3 separate regions of the Mus musculus genome follow, and all the other regions are linked to region 1. A link is a contact called in public Hi-C and HiChIP or PLAC-seq data. All regions are on one chromosome and are shown on one strand. The core of a region is the stretch at or near the end of the contact, and the rest is flanking DNA. Distances in the headings are between cores, read along the strand shown.

Evidence for each region. A called contact is a pair of places that touch in the nucleus more often than the background predicts. HiChIP or PLAC-seq counts read pairs in DNA pulled down with a chosen protein or histone mark.
Region 2: an H3K27ac HiChIP or PLAC-seq map of embryonic stem cells shows a contact between it and region 1, with 5 times the contacts expected there. The contact joins the enhancer-like site here to the promoter of Eomes in region 1. A contact is called at or near these places in 21 of 39 promoter capture datasets (the 3T3-L1 cell line, the C10 cell line, the HPC-7 cell line and 11 more), 4 of 15 datasets of contacts at CTCF or cohesin (the G1E-ER4 cell line, the NIH/3T3 cell line, hippocampal excitatory neurons and 1 more), 42 of 484 Hi-C or Micro-C datasets (CD4 T cells, CD8 T cells, DN3 thymocytes and 29 more), 25 of 115 datasets of contacts at active chromatin or transcription factors (PVALB interneurons, T-cell acute lymphoblastic leukemia, Th17 cells and 17 more) and 4 of 9 other capture datasets (adipose tissue, embryonic stem cells, liver and 1 more).
Region 3: a contact with region 1 is called in a Hi-C map of cerebellum, with 2.4 times the contacts expected there. The contact joins the enhancer-like site here to the promoter of Eomes in region 1. A contact is called at or near these places in 18 of 39 promoter capture datasets (the 3T3-L1 cell line, the C10 cell line, the HPC-7 cell line and 10 more), 5 of 15 datasets of contacts at CTCF or cohesin (CD8 T cells, the NIH/3T3 cell line, embryonic stem cells and 1 more), 56 of 484 Hi-C or Micro-C datasets (the AML12 cell line, B cells, CD4 T cells and 25 more), 25 of 115 datasets of contacts at active chromatin or transcription factors (CD8 T cells, T-cell acute lymphoblastic leukemia, Th17 cells and 13 more) and 4 of 9 other capture datasets (adipose tissue, embryonic stem cells, liver and 1 more).

Annotation. Positions count from the first base shown.
Region 1 is chr9:118,476,220-118,480,513 of GRCm38.p6, reverse strand. Eomes (eomesodermin) reads right to left here and starts at 2,325. Exons shown (of 6, transcript NM_010136.3): 1 at 968-2,325; 2 at 1-47. The coding sequence starts at 1,854. Gm33408 (a long non-coding RNA gene) reads left to right here and starts at 1,866. Exons shown (of 5, transcript XR_871338.1): 1 at 1,866-1,954.
Region 2 is chr9:118,099,473-118,103,766 of GRCm38.p6, reverse strand. The region is part of intron 2 of Cmc1 (COX assembly mitochondrial protein 1); the gene reads left to right. Among named protein-coding and RNA genes, the nearest start is that of Gm51660, 28 kb to the right of the region's middle. Within about 2 kb of position 1,731, at least 23 of the 459 cell types and tissues checked have an H3K27ac peak or open chromatin away from gene starts, as enhancers often do. A contact at or near this core is called in CD8 T cells, the G1E-ER4 cell line, the HPC-7 cell line and 3 more, where this site is marked.
Region 3 is chr9:118,177,164-118,181,457 of GRCm38.p6, reverse strand. No RefSeq gene overlaps it. Among named protein-coding and RNA genes, the nearest start is that of Gm17399, 29 kb to the right of the region's middle. Within about 2 kb of position 2,052, at least 3 of the 459 cell types and tissues checked have an H3K27ac peak or open chromatin away from gene starts, as enhancers often do. A contact at or near this core is called in cerebellum, where this site is marked.

The sequences.
Region 1 (4,294 bases), core at 1,076-3,575:
TGGGGTTGAGTCCGTTTATGTTGAAGCTCAAGAAAGGAAACATGCGCCTGTGCAAAGAACAGAACCAGAGGAAATTATTTAAGTAGCGGCTCTGGTCCCTCCCGGACACATGGGGGGTCTGCAATAAACAGCAAACAAACAAAAATGGCTACTACGGCCTGAAACTAAGAAAATGGTTTTAAATTGACATATTTATTTGGAACAGCCTCCAAATCAGTATTTTCCCTAATTCGCGTGCTTCTTTTCTGAGACATCCATCTATTTTCAGGTATCTACTAGGTTTCTTTCTGAAATGTCTAAAATTATTTTTAAAGACATAGGTGACTGAGAACATTAGGCCGGAGCGCGCCTTCTTGCACTCTCTCTCTCTCTCTCTCTCTCTCTCTCTCTCAACGAGCCCTCTTTGGGTCCCTGTCTCCCAATATCCACTCCTCACTTCCTCAAGAAGTAGCTGATGACAATTTGAAGGTGTGCCTGAACTTTCTGGTCCCTTCCCCGCAAGCAGAGCCCCCTCCCCCAAACATCTGGCTCCAAAAACTGTCTACCTAGTCACCAGCTCAAACCGACTTCTTTCTGCTCTTCTTACAGAAGAGCCCCACCAAACCAAGGAGCTTTAAAAAGCTTCTTTTCAAACACTTGTGCGCAGGCCGCAGCCAGCTCCAGCTAGCCCTCTTTCGCTATGCAGCCCACAAATCGCCTGCTGCAAACCCAGGAGCCAGCGGGTCACGTAGATCTGCCCTCAAGGGTTCATTCCCAAATTTCCATCTCCGCCTCCTCCTCCTCCCAGTCAATCCCGGTGAAGGTGACTAGAGAGGAGAGTAACGTGGGCTCGGAGCCCAAGCTACAGGTGTGCCTTAGGAAGTAAGGGACACGACTTTGGAGATATGATGTACCACTTAAACACCCTAAGCAGAGCCCGCAGTGTGCGGACAACCAGGCGCCTGGGGTCCCTCCACCCTGCACTCACCTGCCCTGTTTGGTGATGATCATCTCAGTTTGGTGCCGGTGGAATTTGAGCCATAGGGGCCGGTTGCACAGGTAGACGTGGGCGCGGAAGCCGGAGCCAGGCACCCCTAGGCCCCCCAATCCTCCACAAGACCCGGCCGCTGAGGTTCCGGCGTATGGCCCGTAGAGCGGAGAACCCTGGCCGTAGGGATAGGCGCCAGGACCGCCGGCACCACCGCCGCTGCTACCAGCGCCGCTCCCCGAACCCGCAGCGGGGCCGAACTGCGCCCTCGCGGGCGGGCACACGGCGGCGGGGAATCCACCGGGGGGCAGCATGGAGCCGTAGGGGTAGCGCGCGCCATTGGACGCGGGGTACACGGGTCCGTGGGCTGCTCCGGCCGCCGCCGGGTACTGGAAGAGCGAGCAGGGCGCGGCGAGCTCGGAGCCCTGCGGTCCCGGCGACGGGAGGTAGTAGCGCTCGGAGCTCAGGCTGTCCATGGAGTAGCGCGCGGTGGCCGCGGCGGTGGCGGCGGAGGGCAGCTCCTCCTCCGCGCACGGGGAGCCCTTGCGGCCGTCCGGGGGCCCGGGCTTGGCCACCGCCGAGGTGCTCCCGAAGGTGTCCCCAGCGTCCGCGTCACTGAGCATGGCCGCGGGGGCCCCCGCGCCGGCGCCTGCGGGTTCTGCGCTCCCCGCCTGGCACGGGAGACTGCCCGGAAACTTCTTGGACGCTTTGTCTAAGTCCAGCCTCTGGGGCGAGGGGGCAGCACCGGGGAGGAGGCTGACGCTCCCTCCGCCTCCCCCTCCTCCTCCGCCTCCTCCTCCTCCTCCTCCGCGAGCACTCTCCAGCGAGTAGAAGTGCGCGCCGGGCAGGTTCACCGAGCTCACCAGGAGCTGCTCTCCCAACTGCATGCTTTAGCGAATCGCAGACGGCAACCGGCTGCCTCCTCGCCTCCCGCGGCCTGGTTATAAAGGCCAGTTGGGGGAGCCAGCGCCCTCTTCCGAGGGGAAGGTAATGTCCCCTTCCTCCCTCGCCTAGGCTACCCACCTGCGGACCTGCGGGGCGGCTTCAGCGCGCGCCCAATTTAGCGTCCTTCCCTCAAGGGAACAAACTCGGGATTGTAGGTGCCCCTTTCCTTCCGCAAGAAAACAAACCCCGGGTTGTAGGTGTCTCTCTCCTTCCTTCCTTCCTTCCTTCCTTCCTTCCTTCCTTCCTTCCTTCCTTCCTTCCTTCTTTTCTTCCTTCCCTCCTTGTCTAACCTCTCAGGACCCCTACACTCACACTAAGGAAGAAGAGGACTTAGCTCTGAGTTCCCATTTAGCAACCAGCCATTTCCTCTCGGCTGGCTCTGCTAAACTCTAGGCATACTTGACCGCTTGGAAACTTGTGAGCGGTGGTTGGCTGCTTATATATGTGCGGCCAGGGAGGGGCTTCGCAGCCCCATGGCTAGGGGACTTTGCTATTGGCTGTTAGAGGTGACACTAATTCAATTAAGTATTTATTAATTGGATCGGGTCGCCTGCGAGTTTCATTTTCTCTTAGCTTATTTGGCTGTTATTGCTGGTTTGGTGTTTCTTTAAGCGTCTTTGGGAGAACTATATCCCACTGAGAATCAATCCTGGTGTACCCGGTGGCTCTATGGCGCCGGAGAAACGGGTTTGAAGTCTGCGAACATGGTCTACCCACGGCATAGGAATCATTCCTGAGTTCGGGTCTAGTTTGGCAGGTCCCAGAGGCCCGTGAAGGCGTCTTTACAAGCTCCCTGCTCGCAGGAAGGCTCAGGTCCCCGGGGGTGCAAATCTAGGGGAGGGCTGGAGAGCGACCCGAAGTCTCTGCGCACACCCTCCTTCTGACTTCCTGGCCTTCAGCACACAGGAACCGCTTTTTGTCCTGTCCCATCTTTTAGCGTAAAGACTTGGTGGAGAGAAACCTCGCGTTCAGTTTTTGGGATTCCAGAGATGGCAAAAGGATTCCGCGTCTGAATCAGAGACTCCAGCTTCTAGCTTCTGAAGTGGGCTTCTGAAGACCCAACATGAGCCTGACCGGACGAACCAAACACTCAGTATTACAACCGCGCTAAAACACCGGCTTCCCCGAGGCCGTCACTTTCATTACTCAGAATTCCCTCTGCTCGGTTTTTTCTAAACACTGGATGTTTCCTACCTCCCCCAGCCCCCGCTTTCGCCAACATCTTTGGTGGGGACTGACACTAAGACACAAAGGTTCCCTAGCAGCTGTGCAGTTAAGATTCCCTGCGCCTCTCTGCGGCACAATACAGAAGGCAGAATAATTAGTGAAATAATCAGTTTGATATTGAATTAAGCTCCTTTGCTCCAGCTGCCTGTTTTTCCCCCCTGCGTTTCCGCAAACAGTCAAGGACGGGGCCGTCATATTTTATTGTTTTATTATTACAGAAGGGGGAACACGTTTCGTTGACGATGAGAAGCCTGTACATTCTCCTCTAATAAGCAATTACGGACGCCTGCAGTAGTCGCTCCAGGAGCGCATTTTCCGGTCGAGATGTAGGGACTCTGCTTCCCCCAACCCAATGCGATCACACGGGAAACTTTTGCCGAGAACAGATGAGGTGGCCGCGGGATCTGCTAAGCGCTCAGACGCCAGCAGCAGATCCGCGCGAAGCTTTCCAACCTGGGTCCAAACCCCGCGAATCACGAACGTGGGCACGCCCGTGTTAGGGAGTGGAGCGATCCTTCATGGACTTGGATGCTGTGTGGGGTTTTGATAGAATAGCGTAGTGGGTCTTGGGCGCTCGCAAAGCTTTTCAAGTGTTTTGGAACAACAACCTTGTCAATTTTGGCTCAGAGAACTCGGGCTGACATCCTGCGCGATCAGTCCAGAGATCCCAGCTCCGATTTGGTCTCGGGCTCCGTCCCGCATGTTTTTGTTTTGTTTTGATGCAGCGAAGCCTTTGGGATTAATTTTTATTCCCCTCAAAGGGTGCGAGATATTGAACGTGAGGATTCCACAAGGGGGATGCGAGTTCCAAGAAAAGGGCCTCACTGCGCTGGGGACTCAACCTGGAGTCTTCGTTAGCCTGGCCCTGAGCTGCAGGATGTCTGAGGGAGATGTAGGTGTGAGACTGAATCTCACGTTATCTGCAGATGGGGTGACTGAAGTTATATGTCAGTTTTGTATTATAACACAGCCAGAAGTAAGGTCCCTTCAAAATACTTTGAAGAGACCGGGGAAACGCTGGCGTGGCACAGTGCCACACAGGCAACGGGCACCGTTCAGACCCACTCTGGCGCAAGTAACTCAGACCAGCTGTCTCCCTAACCACATCAGAATCGGGTTCATTCTATCCTACCCCTAGAGCAAGCTCATGAAGGA
Region 2 (4,294 bases), core at 482-2,981, 380 kb after region 1:
TTGATTAGTAGTGGCAGGCAGTGGTGTTTGTTCTTTTCTCAGATGGAAAGTTTTGGGCTTATGCTCATGCATTAGCTACAAGATAGCACTGCCTGCGATGTGGTCTTTGATTTTCATAGCTATCCTAGGCGTGCATTGTTCTTTATCTTCTCTAAAGACTTGATTTGCCAAGATTTGTCAGATTTCTAAATGAAGCATTTTAAGTTTCTAAATTCTAAGAATTCTTGTAGGTTTAAGAATTGCTAAATGTGGTGGTTTGAATATGCTCGGCCCAGGAAGTGGCACTATTACTGGGTGTGGCCTTGTTGGAGGAAGTGTGCTACTGTGGGCATGGGCTTTAAGACCCTTGCCCTAGCTGTCTGGAAGTGAGTCTTCTGTCTGCCTTTGGAAAGAGTTGTAGAACTCAATTCCAACCACATCATGCCTGCCTGGATGCTGCCATGCATCCTCTGAACCTGTGAGCCAGCCCCAATTAAATGTTGTCCTTATGAGACTTGCCTTGGTCATGGTGTCTGTTCACAGCAGTAAAACCCTAACTAAGTCACTAAATAACATTAGCATATAGTCAATAGTTCATTATTCATGATATCACTTTGTGAGGTTTAAGTTACTAACATAGCTACAATTCAGTAATGTTAAACAGATAGGAACTACCCACTCATTAGTGACTCAGTAATCTTTTCAAGTACTGACTAGCAGTGCAGTGCAGTGCTGTACTCAAGTGTCCCTTTTAGTAATGTCCGCAAAATGTAGGAGTGGTGTTACAAGAAGGCAGCAGGCTTTGCATTTGGAAGGCACATTAACATTGGCACTTATACAGCACTCAGGGCACGATAGAGGGAAACTTACTGTCTCATAGGTTTCCATTCTAGCTAGAGTTGTGGGCATCCACAGGTGTCTTGGAACTTGTCCCCCATGGGGAAAGGGGAGGGTGGGATTACACTGTTATCTGAAGTTATTGACAGCTGATTTCTATGTATATAAAATTCCATATTGTCATGCTGCCCTTCCAATTAATGTTTAAGTCTGCATTTTAACAACCATGTATTGTCGATTTTGATTTATTGCTTGTATTATGTTAATTGGATTCCTAAAAACAAGAGAATCCCACGGGGTCCCTGCCCCAAGTTGGTTCTAATTGGTAAATAAAGTTGCCAGCTGCCTATGGCTGGGCAGGGAGACAGAGGTGGGATTTTAGATTTCCCCAGCAGGGGAACTGAGGGAAGAAGAAGGATTTAGTACTGCCATGCCTGGGAAGCAGAAGGACCAGGCTTGAGAGCTGCAGAAGGGAAAGCATACAACCAAGCAAGCGCTCAGGAAGACGGCCCCAGGGAACCCCACTGATTGGGTCTAGGGTAGCAGAGATGGAATATAGAGTTTAGTAAATAATAATTCAGGAGTAGTGGCGGGGAGGCATTAGCAGTGTGGAAGTTTGTGAGTGGCCCAGCCATTGAGCCACATTGTGTGTGTGTGTCTGTGTGTGGTAGCTTCGAGGAGAGAAGCCCGGACCCACCGGGCCTCTCCGGGACTGAGCCGGATGAGCCGGATGGTGAGTGTTGGTGACCTGAGACGAGCCACCCTGGCCAGGAGTCTTGTCGAAGCAGGAACTTTATAATGTGGCAGCAATTTGCTTTTATAGACAGGGCAAGGAGGTGGGGATAGAAGTATGGGGTGAGATGACTTGTGGAGTAGTGTGAGATGAGCCTGTGGGGTGATCTCAAGGGGCCTATAAGAAATTGATACATCAGCAGTAGCTAGGCAGAGGCAGTCATTCAGGTCAGGTCCATTGGCCCTGCTGAGTCATTCTCAAACAAATGACAGGTCTCAAAAATCAAACCAGGCTTGGGTTTGTCCTCAAGGCCCAAAATAAGGCCATATAGGGCCCAACATGTGTGTGTGTGTGTGTGTGTGTGCCTTTCATTGGAGAATCCAGAGCATTGGGAACATGGGTGTGCCCTGGGTCACCATGGGGAGATTAGAGTAGCCAACTACAGCAACAATGTATCAAATGAATGGTCATGTTTGATTGAACTTTTTCATCCCTTAGAGGCTTCACCATAACCAAGTTCAGTTTTAATGACAGTTGTGCCAAACAACAACAACAACAACCACCACCACCAAACTCTGAACCTCTGTTATTTGATGCCTTTCCACAATTCAACTATCTGTACTAGCAAAGGCTTAGGAAATCTGATGTGACTTGGTTAAAGTATTCCACATCTTCCTACAGGATTTCCAGGTCATCCCACACACTGGGTTAAGTTCCTTTTGACATTGTGAACCTCACCCTGTGTTTATTAAGAAGAGTTTCTCTGGTTCGGCTGTTTCATGTGATGTTGTCTAAGCTCCAAGGTCTTCAGCCATTCCTCCCTCCCTGGCTTCTGTCAGCTTGTTCTATGGTTCTATGATTTACCAGGCTTTATCTTTGGTGGTTGATTTCCTTTTCTTCTCTCCGTCTCTCTCCCCCACCGCCCCCCCCCCCCCCCCCCCACACACACACACAGGGTTTCTGTGTGTAACAGAGCCCTTGCTGTCCTGGACTTGCTTCGTAAACCAGGCTGGCCTCGAACTCCCAGAAGACGTCCATCTGTGTACTGTGTGCTAGGAATAAAGGCATCTGACATTATACCTGACCAGAGGTTGAATTCTAATTATTTTAGTTTCCTATGTTTGCAGACTACACCTGGATGCAAGATATAATTTATAAATCTAGTGAAAGCAATTATTGTGGCTTAGAGGAAGGGCAGTGAACCAGCCTTTTGTGTTCTTTTGCAAGATAATAGATGGTTCTATCCCTGGCAAAAAGGAGTTTTCCTGCAGGGAAAGAACAAAAGGTCATCATCCCCTCCCCTCCCCTCCCCTCCCCTCCCCTCCCCTCCCTCTGGAAACTGCTCATGGTTTGAGTGCTAAATTTGTTCTATTACATATATACAAGTTGGTGATTTAAGATTTTCTTTTGGGCCTTAATACATATAGCTTACAAGGCATTGTGGTGCAGATCTGTAATACCAGCACCTGAGAGACTGAGGCAGGAGAATCCTGAGTTCAAGGCCAGCCTATACTTGGAGGCCCTGTCTTTGAAAACTGGGTGAGGAATAGAGTTACCTAAATGTGTAAGGACCTGACTCCAATCCCCAGCACTGCAGAAGACAGCAATGCATGGAGACTCGCTTACCGTGTTCTCACAGCCTGTTCCTGGCTCATTCTGTTGTCTTGCTCTATTGATACACACATTTTAACCTTGTATATGCCCAGTTTTTGAGTATATCTAAGAGTATATCTTGTATATGCCCAGTTTTTAAGAGTATATCTTGTATATGCCCAGTTTTTAAGAGTATATCTAAGCCGGATGCACGCCTTTAATCCCAGCACTCGGGAGGCAGAGGCAGGCAGATTTCTGAGTTTGAGGCCAGCCTGGTCTACAGAGTGAGTTCCAGGACAGCCAGGGCTACAGAGAAACCCTGTCTGGAAAAACCAAAAAAAAAAAAAAAAAAGAGTATATCTAAATTAGGTAGATTCTAAAATAACCTTTGCTAACTTCATGTTGAAACACTACCACCCAGAAAGACCACCAACCTACACGACAAAGCGCTCTGTACTACACTTCCATGATGATAAAACAGCTTCCTCCGCCCATCAGTATTCAGAGTGCCAGCATTGCTCCCTCACTGGCGCATAGTCAGCAGACTTCTCGATTCTTTGAAGGAGACTTTGAAGGAAGAACTCTAGTCTGCATTATGTTTGGGTAGCTCAGGTAGGGTTAATTGCGATTGGAATTGGATTCCTCACCCTTTTCCCTATAAATTTTAACATGTTATTTAATGGATGTAAAGTTATGCAAAGCATTTATATTAAATAGACTTGTTAAGTCTATCTTTCTTATCTGGCACCCGATTCACACTGAGTGTTAATACTCAAATATCCCTTTGTGATGCGTTCTCAGGAATAGGCTTCTGTGCCAAGTTCCTCATTCGTCAGTTCTCCGTTAAAGAATGTGTTCCTTGTATATATCTTCACTAATGTATAGGGCATACCCATTTTTTCTTTCCATTTCCTTTTTGTTCTAAAGGACACGGTCCAGGATGTAAGGAAGTAGGTCATGGTATCTATAAACTGGTGAGAAACCAAGTATGTTATGAAGTAAAAAGTGGAGCTTCATTGCCCTCTAGGGGTTCAGCTTTAACATAGCCCGTGTTAAAAAAGAGGAGGAGAGAGATGTGCTGCACAGAGGAGCACTGTCATCTGTGGACTGTGACTGGTTAACACTGAAACCTAGTTTACAGTAATTATTACA
Region 3 (4,294 bases), core at 803-3,302, 300 kb after region 1:
TAGCTTCACTGAGAGAATGTAGAAAAGACAAGCACACAGGCACACAGTCAGAGAGTGGAGCAGGTGGCAGGGGCTCTCTGCTGAAGAAACCACAGCAACTCAAGAGCTCAGCATGTTTACTGGACACAGCTGAACAGAGGTCAGCTCTGCTCTTCTGTTAGAACTGAAAAGGGAGGTAGAACCCGGTTATTACATACAGAAAGGCAAGCAGGCAGGCTTTATGGTGTACAGTGGATTGAGGAGGCATGCTTAGCTAAAATCTCTACAGAAGCAGTCTTCAGGGAGTTTGACATTTTCCCATGGGTCTGAGGCTAGGATCCTGGACATGGCTTTGCCCACGTCAACAACACTCATTCTCTCGGAACTTCACACACTCGGGGCTTCCTCCAGGCCCCACAGATCACTAATGTTGAAGCTGAAGTCTGACCTCCAGGAATTCTGATACAGGGCACTTACTGTCTGGTTTCTCTCTGAGACTGGTGAGGGATGGCTGCTGTGTATGTACCAGCATATCCTTAAAAAGAATTAGGGAAGTGGGGTTGTAGCTCACATGATAGGTTGCTGGTCTTAGCATTCAGGAGGCCCAGGTCAATCCCAAGCACAGCACTAATCAAATGCCGTGTCACCTACCTATGACCCCAGCTCTAAGATAGGGAGGCAATACTTCAAGGTCATCCTCCCTGATGTATGAAGCTTGAGGCCAGCCTAGTGTGTATGAGGCCCTGTCTCAAAACCCAAACAACCCAAACAAACAAAAACAAGAGAGGAGGAGGGGATTAGACACTTGCTAGGCAGCCCGGTGTGGTGGCGCATGCCTTTAATCCCAGCACTCGGGAGGCGGAGGCGGAGGCGGAGGCGGAGGCGGAGGCGGAGGCGGAGGCGGAGGCGGAGGCGGAGGCGGAGGCGGAGGCAGGCAGATTTCTGAGTTCGAGGCCAGCCTAGTCTACAAAGTGAGTTCCAGGTCAGCCAGGGCTCAGGGTTATACAGAAAAACCCTGTCTCGAAAAACCAAAAAATATTGTAGAGTACTATACGGACTGGCGAGATGGCTCAGTGGTTAAGAGCGCTGACTGCTCTTCCGAAGGTCCCAAGTTCAAATCCCAGCAACCACATGGTGGCTCACAACCATTCGTAACAAAATTTGATGCCCTCTTCTGGAGTGACTGAAGACAGTTACAGTGTACTTATGTATAATAAGTAAATAAATCTTAAAAAAAAAGAAAAAAAGAAAAAGAAAAAAGAAACTTGCTAGGCATGGTGGTACACACCTGTAACTTTAGCACTTAGGAGTTTAACATCAACCTTAGGTAGTACCACGCAGTAAGTCTGAAGCCATCCTGGATGATGTGTGCTGGCCCCCCTCCCCCACCCGCACAGAATTAGGAACACAGTTATTGGTCCAACTCAAGAGAGCGAGTGGCAGGTTTATAATCATTTCTCATTAGCCTTTGAAGTTGCTATACATGTAACGCTCTCGATTTTGGCTTAAGTATCTGCTTTCACAAGGCACGGCAGTTTCAGTTCATACCTAGGTTGTTTCTAGAACCATATACTAGCCTCTGTGTGCTCTAAGAAACTGTTTGCCAAGGAGAGTCTCCCAATAATCTAATGCTGACATGAGTGAATTCAAGCAACAGCTGACCGCACACCATGAGATCCACTAAAATCTGACAGCAGGTGCAGTCACCAATTTTGACCATAATGACAGCAATAAGGAGACTTTCTGTTATGGGGACAAGAGAGCAGATATCTGGCACTGGGCACAGGAGAGGGAAAAAAGAAGACCCTTTAAAACAAGTGCCACATGTGGTGACTCGTTAGCTGTCGAGAGCTGGTAGGATGCTGAGGGCTTTCGTCTCGGCTCTGCTATGTACGTGGCAGGCGCTCCTGACATCCAGAAATTGAGAATGAACCAGGCGGTGGTGATGTAGCCTGCGCTGATGCCTGGTGTGTGGGACTGTTATATTTTTAGGATAAGGCAGAGAGAGCCCAGAGCAGAGCAGAAGCACAAAGAAGGCTGGACATTGTGTTCTTTCCCAGTCCCCAAGCCAGCCCTGTGCGGTGGACAGCATCCCAGCTGTCAGAGGACAGCAAGCCTGAGAAGAGCCTGATATGGCTGTCTCCTAAGCGGCCCCACCAGAGCCTTACAAATACAGAGTCGGATGCTGGCGGCCAACCACTGCACTGAGTGTGGGGTCCCCAATGGAGGAGTTAAAGAACGGACTGAAGGAGCTGAAGGGGTTTGCAACCCCACAGAACAACAATCTCAACCCCTCCCCCGCCTCCCAGAGCTCCCAGGGACTAAACCACCAACCAAAGTGTACATATGGCTCCAGATGCATATGTAGCAGAGGATGGCCTTGTCATGCATCAATGGGAGGAGAGGTCCTTGGTCCTATGACAGCTTGATAGATGCCCCAGTGTAGGGTAATCGTGGGCAGGGAGGTAGGAGTGGTGGGTGGGTGGAGGAACACCCTCATAGAAGCAGGGAGGGATGGGATGGGGGTCTCAAGGAGGGGGGAAACCAGGTAAGGGCATAACACTTGAAATGTAAATAAATTTTTAAAAAGAAAGAAAAAGGAATACAAGTCCTGTGTGGTGGACAGCATCCCAGGTCGGCACACAGAGCTTTACTCAAAGACATTGCCTCTTTCTGAGGGATCTGGTATTTAATTTTCTTTTTATATAAGTGACCAGGTTATTTTTATGTAAGTGCGCAGGTATGCTTGTATGTGTGTGATGTGTGACAAAAAAAGCCCTGTACATGCGCGTGTGGCACATGCACATGTGGAGGCTAGAGTCAATGTCAGCTTCTTTTCCTCTCTGTGTTTCCTGTATTTCTTGGTCAGGGTCTCTCAGTGAGCCTCAGGATCACTGATTGAGCTAGGCCTGCTGACCAGCACACCCTGGGGCTCCTTCTGTCTCCTCCTCCCCAGTGCTGAGATCACAGACACATGTCACCGTGCTTGGCTTTTACATGGTTGCTAGAGATTTGAACTCAAGTCCTCATAGATGTATAGAAAGCTCTTTACCCACTGGACATCTCCCCAGCTCCCAAAGCTGGCAGTTTAGCAGAAAAAAACCAAAACAACAGAACCCAACACATCAAGCAGGGAATGATCTCAGTGTGTCACTCACACTACCGTGGACACAGAGGTGACCAGGGAGGCACGCTGCTGCACACCTATAATCCCAGCGACAGGACGGTGGGAGACAGGAGGGTCATCTTCACAGTGAGTCTGGGGCCAGCCTAAGCTACATGGGATTTTGTCTCAAAAAAGAAGGAGAAAGAGAAGGAGGAGAAGAAAATCTTTTTCTACCTCCATTACAGAAGAAAAGTTTGAACTAAAAAAGTCTGAAAAAAATGAGAAAGAAAGAGAGTCGAGGAGGGGACTGAGCAGAAGGACCAGCAAGGTTGCCAAGTCGGTTGTCAAGGGGAGTGACTAGAGGGAGTGTGAGGGTGGTGACCTCAGAAGAGTGACCAGGGGACACTTCCTTTAAGGGGACCTTAAAGAAAGACTGACCAAATGCCCAGCCTGGTCCAAGATGATTCCAGTATTAACCGGTGAGTGCTCTTCAGCCCTGTTTCCTTGTTAATAGTGACCATTTTAGAATCTTGCTCAAGTTTTAAGGTGTTTCAGCTACAATCTGAAGATGTTCTGAAAGGTGGCAGTAGGGCCTGCTACAGCTGTGTAAGGCCCTGTCTTTACAGCTGTCTCAGGCCCTGGCTCCACATTTGTCTAAGGCTCTGGCTCCACAGCCATCTAAGGCCTGCAGCAGCTAAGACCCTGGCTCCAAAGGTCTTGTCCTTCTCTCTACATTGAATCATCTTGGAACCTGCAAGCGTCTCCTCATCCAACATCCTCCCATCCTGTCCCTGCGATATTTGATGCCTGCAATCATCTTTCTCTGACAATGAAATCAAAGCAGCCCAGGCTGACCTTAAACTTGCTATGCAGTTACTTGAAGATGGCCTTGGACCTCTGATTCTCCTGCTTCCACCTCCCAAGGGATGAGCGTGCTGGAACTACAGGAATGTCACCATGCCTGGTTTAAGCAGTGCTGGAGAACAAACCCAGAGTTTCATGCATGCTAGGCAAGAATGCTGCCAGCTGAGCTATATCCTCAGCCCCCCACCCCCTCCCAGCAAGTTTTAAATAGTAGACTTCAATGATACTACCTGGAAATGCAGTCCTACCTGACAGGTGATTATGAAATCACACTGATGCTCTGTAGTTCACTTTGAAACTGGTAAAAACAAAACAAAACAAAACAAAAAACAAACAAAAAACCCC